Linked DNA regions of Mus musculus: region 2 is linked to region 1. The links are chromatin contacts, called in public Hi-C maps. All regions are on one chromosome and are shown on one strand. The core of a region is the stretch at or near the end of the contact, and the rest is flanking DNA. Distances in the headings are between cores, read along the strand shown. Region 1 has its middle 58 kb from the start of Lpin1. Region 2 has its middle 15 kb from the start of Ntsr2.

Region 1 (4,501 bases), core at 295-2,794:
AGTGTCTTTTATTTGGTACTGGGAATTGAACCAGGGCTTCATGCATGCTAGGCAAGTCCATGCTCTACACCCCAGGATAGACTTTACATTTGTAACCTCTCTTTTTATCCTGTAGCACCAAAGAGGATAATTGCTATCACTTGTGGTACAGCCAGGCTTGGTCCCCAAAGGGAAGCAGAGTCTGACCAGAGAAGCTGATCCTGGAAGTCAGTGAAAGCCGGTGGCCACAGGGGGGCACAGTTGGTTCTTGTTTGACCGAATAGCCTTTCAAAACAGCCTCTGCTTTGACAAAGGCCTTTCCCTGTGGTCCCAGGCTTGGAGACCAGCCAGGTTGTGGGTTGGATTTGTGTGGAGGCAGGGGAGTTTCTTCAGGGGACTGTTTCAGTGCGGATGTCCCTTGGATGAGCTCAATCCGAGGCCCAAATCTTTAAGTGAGCTTTGGAGGCCAGTCTGTTGAGATTTAAAATCTGTTCTTTGTGGCCCTGGAGGTTCTGGGAGTTTGTCCTGGGAGTTTGTTAAAAATAAAATTGTTTAGGACCTTATCCTAGACCTACCGACCCTAGCAGTGGGTGTGGGCCTCCGAGAATAGTTTAATAAGTCCTATGGGGTTCGGATGCACTCACATGTTGTGGACCATTGCAGCCCAGGCCCGGGCTCACGTCTGTCATCTGGCCAGCTCAGGAATGCTGTAATGCTATCAGCCTAGGACTCACATCAGCTCCACCCCACTTGCTCAAACCGGGAGAAGCTGCTACAAAGACCACCTCACCTCTTTGTATTAAAGGATCTTGGAGACCGAGCCACAGGTGCTTGCTTAAGTCACAAGGTGTCCTTCTGACCCTGTGGAAGCATCCAGTCAGATCTGCCTTCCTGGGGAATCTCAGATGGGAGCCACAGGCCTGGGAGACAGCAGGTCTGGCAGCCTGGGCAGAGTGAGAACGCAGGGAACAGGGTAGAGGTGGATGTGCCCAGATTTCTAATGGTCTCGTCCTCCCCGAAATGTTTGGGAGCCTCGAGGAGCCTGTCCCGATGCCAGCTATCTGTTCATTGGTGCAGGAAGTCCATTCAGCCTGCATTACTTTTAATGCATTTTGCAAGCAAGTGGCCTCTTCCTGTGACTCACTCCGCCTTTTGTGCACCGGAGGTTGTGGTTGGAAGTTTCACTTCGGAAAGTAACCACCAGTGCCTCCGATTTCTCCCGAGGCTGGAACCCCAACAAGTCACATGCATTTTGTAACAAAGAAGTGTAAATGGAGGTGCAGCCAGTCACGTTTCTGCTCTGTAAAAACATCCTTTTCTGAGATGGTCTGCAGAGCCAAGCTGAGAAGAAATGGGTTATATTTTCATTTCAGGACTTTGTGCTTTCTTTCCAGAATGTTCTTTGTCATCTTGATCCATTTTTCAGGATTATCTAAAAACAAAAAACAAACAAAAAAACAACAAAAAAAACCCCCCAAATCAAACCAACCCCCCAGCATTAGCTGATTGGGTGATCCATCCCTTAGCTGACTGAAAGTGACTCAGATCTGGACTGAAGTTTGGGTTCTGTCTACCAGGCAGCATGGAAATAATGATGGTAATAGGATTGGTTGAATAACAACGTGTATTTCATCAGGCTCTTCCCCAGTGGCCAATTCACGGGCTCTCTATACATTTATTTCTTCGGATAAGCCAGCAAAGGCTAAGCGGGCAAATTCTACAGGGCAGTTTTCTCAAGTTTAAAGACTCATCTTCAAAATGTTGTGGAGCTGAACCAAGTTATCACCACCCCTGTTAGTTGTAAAGCGATTTATGTGTATGAGTATTTTGACTGCTTGTATGTAAGTACCATGAGTGTGCCTGGTGCCTGTGGATGCCAGGAGAGGGGACTGGATGCCCCTGGAACTGGAGTCACGTGTGATTTTGAGTGATCCAATGTGACTGCTGGGAATCAAGCTTAGGTCCTCTGAAGCGTGTATGTGTACACACACACACACACACACACACACACACACACACACACACACACACATATATATATGTATATGCAGCCCAAAATGTTACTGTTATTTTGAGCTGTAACATGCTATGTGACTGAGGACAGCCTTGACTTTTGGATCTTCCTGCTTGCCACCACCTCCATTACAGGCATACAGCAGTGCTGGAAATTGAACTAAGGGCCTCACTCATGGTAGCCAACTACTCTAGCCAGCCAACGTGTTTTTCTGCTTTAATTCTTTTTGTGCACAACCCTAGTCTCTTCAGCATTAGTAAAGCCCAAATGCACTTAGAACTAAGTGCAGCTAAAGCCGTAGTCAGAGTTCCAGTTAGCATTAGTACTTACTACATTCTGGAAAGCTGATGTGGGCTTGAGAAACGGTACATTTGGATTTAGAAGAGATGCCTTTGATGTTTCACTTCTCACCTTGATTCTTTCAACTTCTGTGCAGGGAGGACAGTCATCGTCATTAAACACTGACCTTTTAAGAGTGAGGATGAGCAGTTATTCCATGTTTATGTGAGTGTCTTGCTGTTGGTGAAGTTATGATTTATTTTCTGTCTGGTGCTGGGGAAGGAACCCAGGGCCTTGTGCATATGAGACGAGTGCCTCAAATCCTGACCTTCCTGTTGAACTAGCTTCTATCTGAGGTTGACATGGGACTTTTAAATATCTCCTTTGACCGCCCAAGATGGGTAATTCCTCCTCTCTCTGATACCTTGAAGATGAGAGAGGGGCTTCCTGCTTACTCTAAAGTTAACCTGAATGGTCGACTTGACACAGCCCAGAGTCATCTGAGAGGAGAGCTCCAGCTGAGAAATTGCCCAGAACAGATTGGCTTGTGAGCATGACTGTGGGGGATTGTCCTGATTATTCACCGATGCAGAAGGACCCAGTTCTTTGTGGGTAGCTCTATCCCTGGGCCTGGGTTGTAGACCAAGTTGGCCTTGAACTCCCAGAGATCTGCCTGTTTCTGCCTCCTGAGTGTTGGGATTAAAGGTGTGTACCACCATGCCTGGATGAGGCCCTTTCTTTCATTAAATAAACAAACAAACAAGCAAGCAAGCAAGCAAGCAAACAAACAAACAAACAAACAAACCAAAGGAAATCTAGCTGAGTATGAGTCCAAGTGAGCCAGAGAGCTAGCCAGGAAGCATCGATCCTGGTGTCTGCTTCAAGTTCTTGCTAGACATTCCTTCCTGACTTCCCTCAATGATGGACTGCGACCTGTGACCTTGAAGTGCAAGCCAATAAATACTTTCCTCCCCTAAGGTGGTTGTGGGTTTTTGTTTGTTTGTTTGTTTTTTGCTTTTGTTTTTGTTTTGTTTTGTTTTGTTTTGTTTTGTCAGAGTGTTTGTTCACAGCAACAGGAAGGGAGCCCTGACATAGTCTGTAATGGTACTGGTACAAGTAGGTCCTATGGACCAAGGCTGAGTGCTCCCACCAAGGAGAGCTCCTCTTTCCAAGAGAGATGAGAACTCACAGACAGGCATGGCTGCTGGTGCCTGCTGTAAGGTAGAATGTCTAACTGGTTAAAGGAGCTGACTGGGGGCTGGGGATGGATAGTCATTAGCGCAGCTCTTGCCTAGCATGTATAAGGCCCTGAGATTTCCACATCGCCAGAAAGAACAAAGAGGATGTGTGGGCCATCCCATCTCTGGGAGCCACAGATGCTTCTAAGCTTTTTCATGCTTTTACTTGATCTGAGAGCCATCTAAGTGGGTATCAGGGAAGAACTTTGCAGGCATTTGGTGGATCCCAGAATGGATGGCAGTTTTTTCTAGGAATTGAGGAACTTAACCTGCTTCCCCCTCTTTCCCATGGATACCTGTGGCAGGAATTGTGGGGTAGGATAGCCAAGCAACCTCAACATCCTTCAGGTCTATGCTCATTCTTATGTTTGTTTGTTGTTTGGTCAACTTGGCATAAGCTACAGTCGTTTTGGAAGAGAAGATGCTTCAACCAGATTGGCCAGTGAGCAAACCTATGGTGTATTTTCTTGATGATGTTTGGACATGGTTGGTGCCACTTTTGGGCTGGTGGTCCTGGGTGCTATAACAAGGTAGGCTAAGGAAGCATGGGGGAGCAAGCCAGTAAGCAGCACCTCTCCACGGTCTCTGCACCAGCTCCTGCCTCCAGGTTCCTGCCTTGAGTTCCTGCGCTGACTTCCTTCAGTGATGGCTTATGCTGTGGAACTGTAGCTGAAAGAAACCCTTTCCTTGCCAGGTTGCTCTGGGCCATGGTGTTTTATTACAGCAAGAGGAACTCTAACTAAGACAGGTCTATTATGATTCATTGAAGTCTCTGGAGAAGAAATTGCTCTTGAGATGGGTGGGAACCTCAGGGGGTATCAGTTTACCTGCATGGTCACCTTCTCCCTCTGTGACATCAAGCTGGTCAGAAAGCTACATAGCCTGGCAGAAAAGGATCCATCCCGAGACACCCTTGACATCTGTGGAGAAGAGGAAGCAGACAGCAGCCTCAACTTCGACCTTAGAGGAGGCCTATATATTTTTTCCTAAC
Region 2 (4,218 bases), core at 493-2,992, 110 kb before region 1:
AATGCTATCGGGGGGGGGGGAACCCTCAACCATAAAATTATTTTCATAACTGGAGTTCTGATACTGTTAGGAACTGTAACACAAATATCACCGTTTTTCCAAGGGTCTTAGGTGAGTCCTGTGAGGGGGTCATGACCCACAGGTTGAGAACCACTGCTCTGGCTAGAGAACACAGGGTACCCCGGCTTTAGAACCCATAGTCCCTGGATGAAATACTGCTCTGCTGCCTCTAAACAAAGCTACTGTCCTTGACACAACTGTTTTGGGGGCTCCGGTGGTCTTGGGTTTTTTAATCTTTCAAATTGGGGTGTGGTGATGTGTCTATAATACCGACACTTGGGAAGCTGGAGCAGAAGGATCATGAGTTGAGCCAGCCCGGTTTACATATGGAGGTCTCGTCTCCAAAACAAAGCAAAACAAGTCAGAAAGCATGGTGCTAGGAGTCTGTATTCCTTGTCCTAGGGTGAATGAGGTGATGTTGGCGAGGAGTCTGATGGTTACTATTTCGTCTTAGAAAAGATTTTGTTTTTAAGGTTGTAGAAAAAACTTCTCATGAAAAACTGTATCAGAAGAAGCTGAGAGGAAAGCATGAACCGGTGGAAAGTTCCACAAGCCCCGCAAAGCTTGTGAACTCCAGGCAGGTCTCAGGCTCACGCTGACCTCACTGGTGACCCTGGGTCCCTCCAGTTGCTGGAGCTTCAACCTCCAATGCTCGCTAGTGCCAAGAATGATGCTGACGTAGGCAGGAGAGTCTGCTGGAGCAAGGGCCAGGCCAGGAGTGGATGGCTCTCCAACCTTTTTTTTTTTTTTGATCTTGATTTTTACAAAAGGGACCAGGGTGACTCAGAGTTGGATAGTTGTGGGGATGAGCCAAGGTTTCAGTACTGCACCCCCCCAGAGAAGTTAACATCCTGGAGGCATCCTCATGTCTTTCACTTTGCAGCCATGGCTGCCATTCTTTTTGGCATGGAGTAGCAGACGCCAGCCTTCCCATGAAAGCCCCCTTCACAGCCACACCAGGGGCTCTGCTTTGCTTCGCTGCCTTGTTAGACTTCTCGGGCCTCGCCTGTTTCTTATTTGTCCCCTCCCCTACCTTCTCCTCAAGGGCAGCCCTTTATAGGAGTGATCTCGGGCAGTGGTTCTCAACCTTCTTAATGCTGCAACCCTTTAATACAGTTCTTCACGCGGTGGTGGCCCCTAGCCGTAACGTTATTTTCATTGCTATTTTATACCTGTAATTTTGGTACTGTTGTACACTGTAACATAACTATCTGTGTTTTCTGATGGTCCAGGCCACCCAGGTGAAAGGGTTGTTTGATTCCCAAAGGGGTCTCACCCTCAGCTTAGAGCCATTGATGATCTAGGTGATTCTGAATAAGGCTCTGGTGGTCTGGCTCAGAACTAGCCTCTAGAGGGCGGTGTCACAAGATTCTCAGGCCGGGTCTTGCTGAGGGAACTCATTTATTCTTCAGTAAGGAATGGCCATCTTTAACAAATGAAACATGAATCAATACCTAAAACAACTTCAGCTAACAATAAGAGTTTTATTGAACTTCTTAAATGAATTCTCTTCATCTAAGAATGAAGTGGTTTAAACTGGTTCAAAATGAAAAGGGTGGGGGAGGGGAGACTTGGCTCGTCTGTTCTTTTACCGGATTTGACCTCAGCAGAAACCAAGTTTATTAATAGCCATCTGATAGACACTTTGCAGTGGCTGGTGAAGCGAGCCGAGCTCGAGTGTCTAGCTTTTACACAGTTAGAAATGGCCATGGCGTCAGTACATGGAGAGAGAGAACGTGCGTCAACATGAATGTAAGCCATCAATTTGGGAAACAGCATTTTGCAGACATGAGTTATTCTTGGGTTTTTGGTGATCCAGAGCGCTTTAAAGTGATGTATCTGGTTTATTATTGTGTACTGTGTAAACGTTCACGTTGGGTACTATATCTGCCATTTTCCATATTTTGCTCTATCCCTGCCTAAGAATCCAACAGTGGGGCCAGGCAAGAGGGCTTCATGCATAAAGGCACTTGCTGCCAAACTTGATTATCTGCATTTATTTCTCTAGGCTCACGTGGTGGAAGGGGAGACCTGACTCCTGAAAGTGTCCTCTGACCTCAGCCCCTAATGTGCACCATGTAATAGTAAATAAAAATGTAAAACACACACACAGACACACACAGACAGACAGACACACACACACAGACACACAGAGAGACACACACATACAGACACACACACACAGACACACACACAGACACACACACACACAGACACACACACATACACACAGACACATGCACACACACACTCACACAGACACACATAGACAGACAGACACACACACACAGACACACACACAGACACACACACAAACACACACACAGACACACACACATACACACAGACACATGCACACACACACTCACACAGACACACAGACACATACACATACACACACACACACACACACACACACAGACACAGAGAGAGAGAGAGAGACCCTACAATGACAATTAGTCACACACAGATGACCTGAGAGAGTTTTATTAGTATTTCATTTGTGTGTGTGTGCGCATGCACGCACCCCTCTGTCTGTCTGTCTCTCTCTCAGCTGTCTCATCTGGCAGCCATGCTGTTTCCATGGAGGGTCACCTATTTCCAAAGACTCTGCTCTCTCTACTAGAGATGCTGCCTTCCTGTTTCTCTCTGCACGTGAAGCATGGGACCTGACTTTCATGTGTGCTAATTCTCCAGCCTGAGTTAGAGATCTAATGTCTCTGAAGTGATGGTCATTTTCTGCTGACCCTAGCAGGAGCCTTCTTAGGGGGTGATAGCAGATGGGGTGTGCACATGAAGAGCCGCAGGAGAGTGACTTTTCGGGGATCCCATTTCTGGAAATTCCCACAGGAAGGAAGACTTGAAATAGGACATTAGTCTTGAGTGCTGACTATGGGTGTGGCCTGCTTGGTCATCATGCTTTATAGGCAGAGCTGGGCATCTTCTGCTCATGTCAGCCCTGGACAGTCAGGACTGCTCACAGAGCAGCCAGATGATGTAGAATCTGAGTGTATAGAACAGGCAGCCCTGTTTTCTTACAGCTCTGGTGATGACGCCTGGCCAGGGCTGGAAAGGATTATTCTAATTACACCGAGTTCTTGTGAGAAATGAAGTCTGACTTTCTGTAGTGTCAGAATTACACTCTGTGTTTTGACTTGCTGGTGCTTCCGAGAACCAGTGGTGTGTGTGTGTGTGTGTGTGTGTGTGTGTGTGTGTGTGTGAGAGAGAGAGAGAGAGAGAGAGAGAGAGAGAGAGAGAGAGAGAGAGAGAGACAGAGACAGAGAGATAGAGAGAGAGAGAGAGACAGAGACAGACAGAGACAGACAGAGACAGACAGAGACAGACAGAGAGACAGAGACAGACAGAGGCACACACAGACAGAGGCACACACAGAGGAAAAGGGAGGGAGCGCGGTAAGTTGGCTATTGGGGGCTAGTGGGATGGCTCAGTAGATAAAGCCCCTTGCCACCAGTCTAACAATCTCAGCTCAGTCTGAGCAGGCTCCGGCAAGTCATACTCTGCTCTTTTCATGTGCACTGTGGCATGTGCACATGTATAATAAGTAAGTAGAAAACTGACATAAAATATTTTAAAATTTTATTTCATGTGTACGGGTGTTCCACCTGCATGTTTGTCTATGTACCATACGAACGCCGGTGGAGGTGCCTGAAGAGGACACCGAATCTTCTGAAACTGGAGTCACAGAAAAGTACCAGTCACTGTCTGCAGGCCTGTGGCTTGCTCAACCACATCCAACTCTTTACATTCTTTTCAAAAACTATGTATCTATTTGTGTGTGTGTGTGTGTGTATGTGTGTGTGTATGTGTGTGTGTGTGTATGTGTGTGTGTGTGTGTGTGTGTGTGTATGTGTGTGTGTGTGTATGTGTGTGTGTGTGTATGTGTGTGTGTGTGTATGTGTGTGTGTGTATGTGTGTGTGTGTGTATGTGTGTGTGTGTATGTGTGTGTGTGTGTATGTGTGTGTGTGTGTATGTGTGTGTGTGTATGTGTGTGTGTGTGTGTGTGTGTGTGTGTGTGTGTGTGTGTGTGTGTAGGGGAAGGGGCATCATGTGTCATGGTACACACTTGGAAGTCAGGGATTGAGCTTGGGTTGTCAGAATTGGCAGCAAGCACCTTTCCCCACGAAGCCATCTTGCTA

The links. Hi-C and Micro-C count contacts between places; a contact is called where the count stands out from the background.
Region 2: a contact with region 1 is called in a Hi-C map of the N1E-115 cell line, with 3 times the contacts expected there. The contact joins two enhancer-like sites. A contact is called at or near these places in 1 of 484 Hi-C or Micro-C datasets (the N1E-115 cell line), 1 of 115 datasets of contacts at active chromatin or transcription factors (bone marrow-derived macrophages) and 3 of 9 other capture datasets (adipose tissue, embryonic stem cells and liver).

The regions. Positions count from the first base shown.
Region 1 is chr12:16,529,219-16,533,719 of GRCm38.p6, reverse strand. No RefSeq gene overlaps it. Among named protein-coding and RNA genes, the nearest start is that of Lpin1, 58 kb to the left of the region's middle. Within about 2 kb of position 1,544, at least 209 of the 459 cell types and tissues checked have an H3K27ac peak or open chromatin away from gene starts, as enhancers often do. A contact at or near this core is called in the N1E-115 cell line, where this site is marked.
Region 2 is chr12:16,636,760-16,640,977 of GRCm38.p6, reverse strand. It overlaps a transcript of Lpin1 not described here. Among named protein-coding and RNA genes, the nearest start is that of Ntsr2, 15 kb to the left of the region's middle. Within about 2 kb of position 1,742, at least 7 of the 459 cell types and tissues checked have an H3K27ac peak or open chromatin away from gene starts, as enhancers often do. A contact at or near this core is called in the N1E-115 cell line, where this site is marked.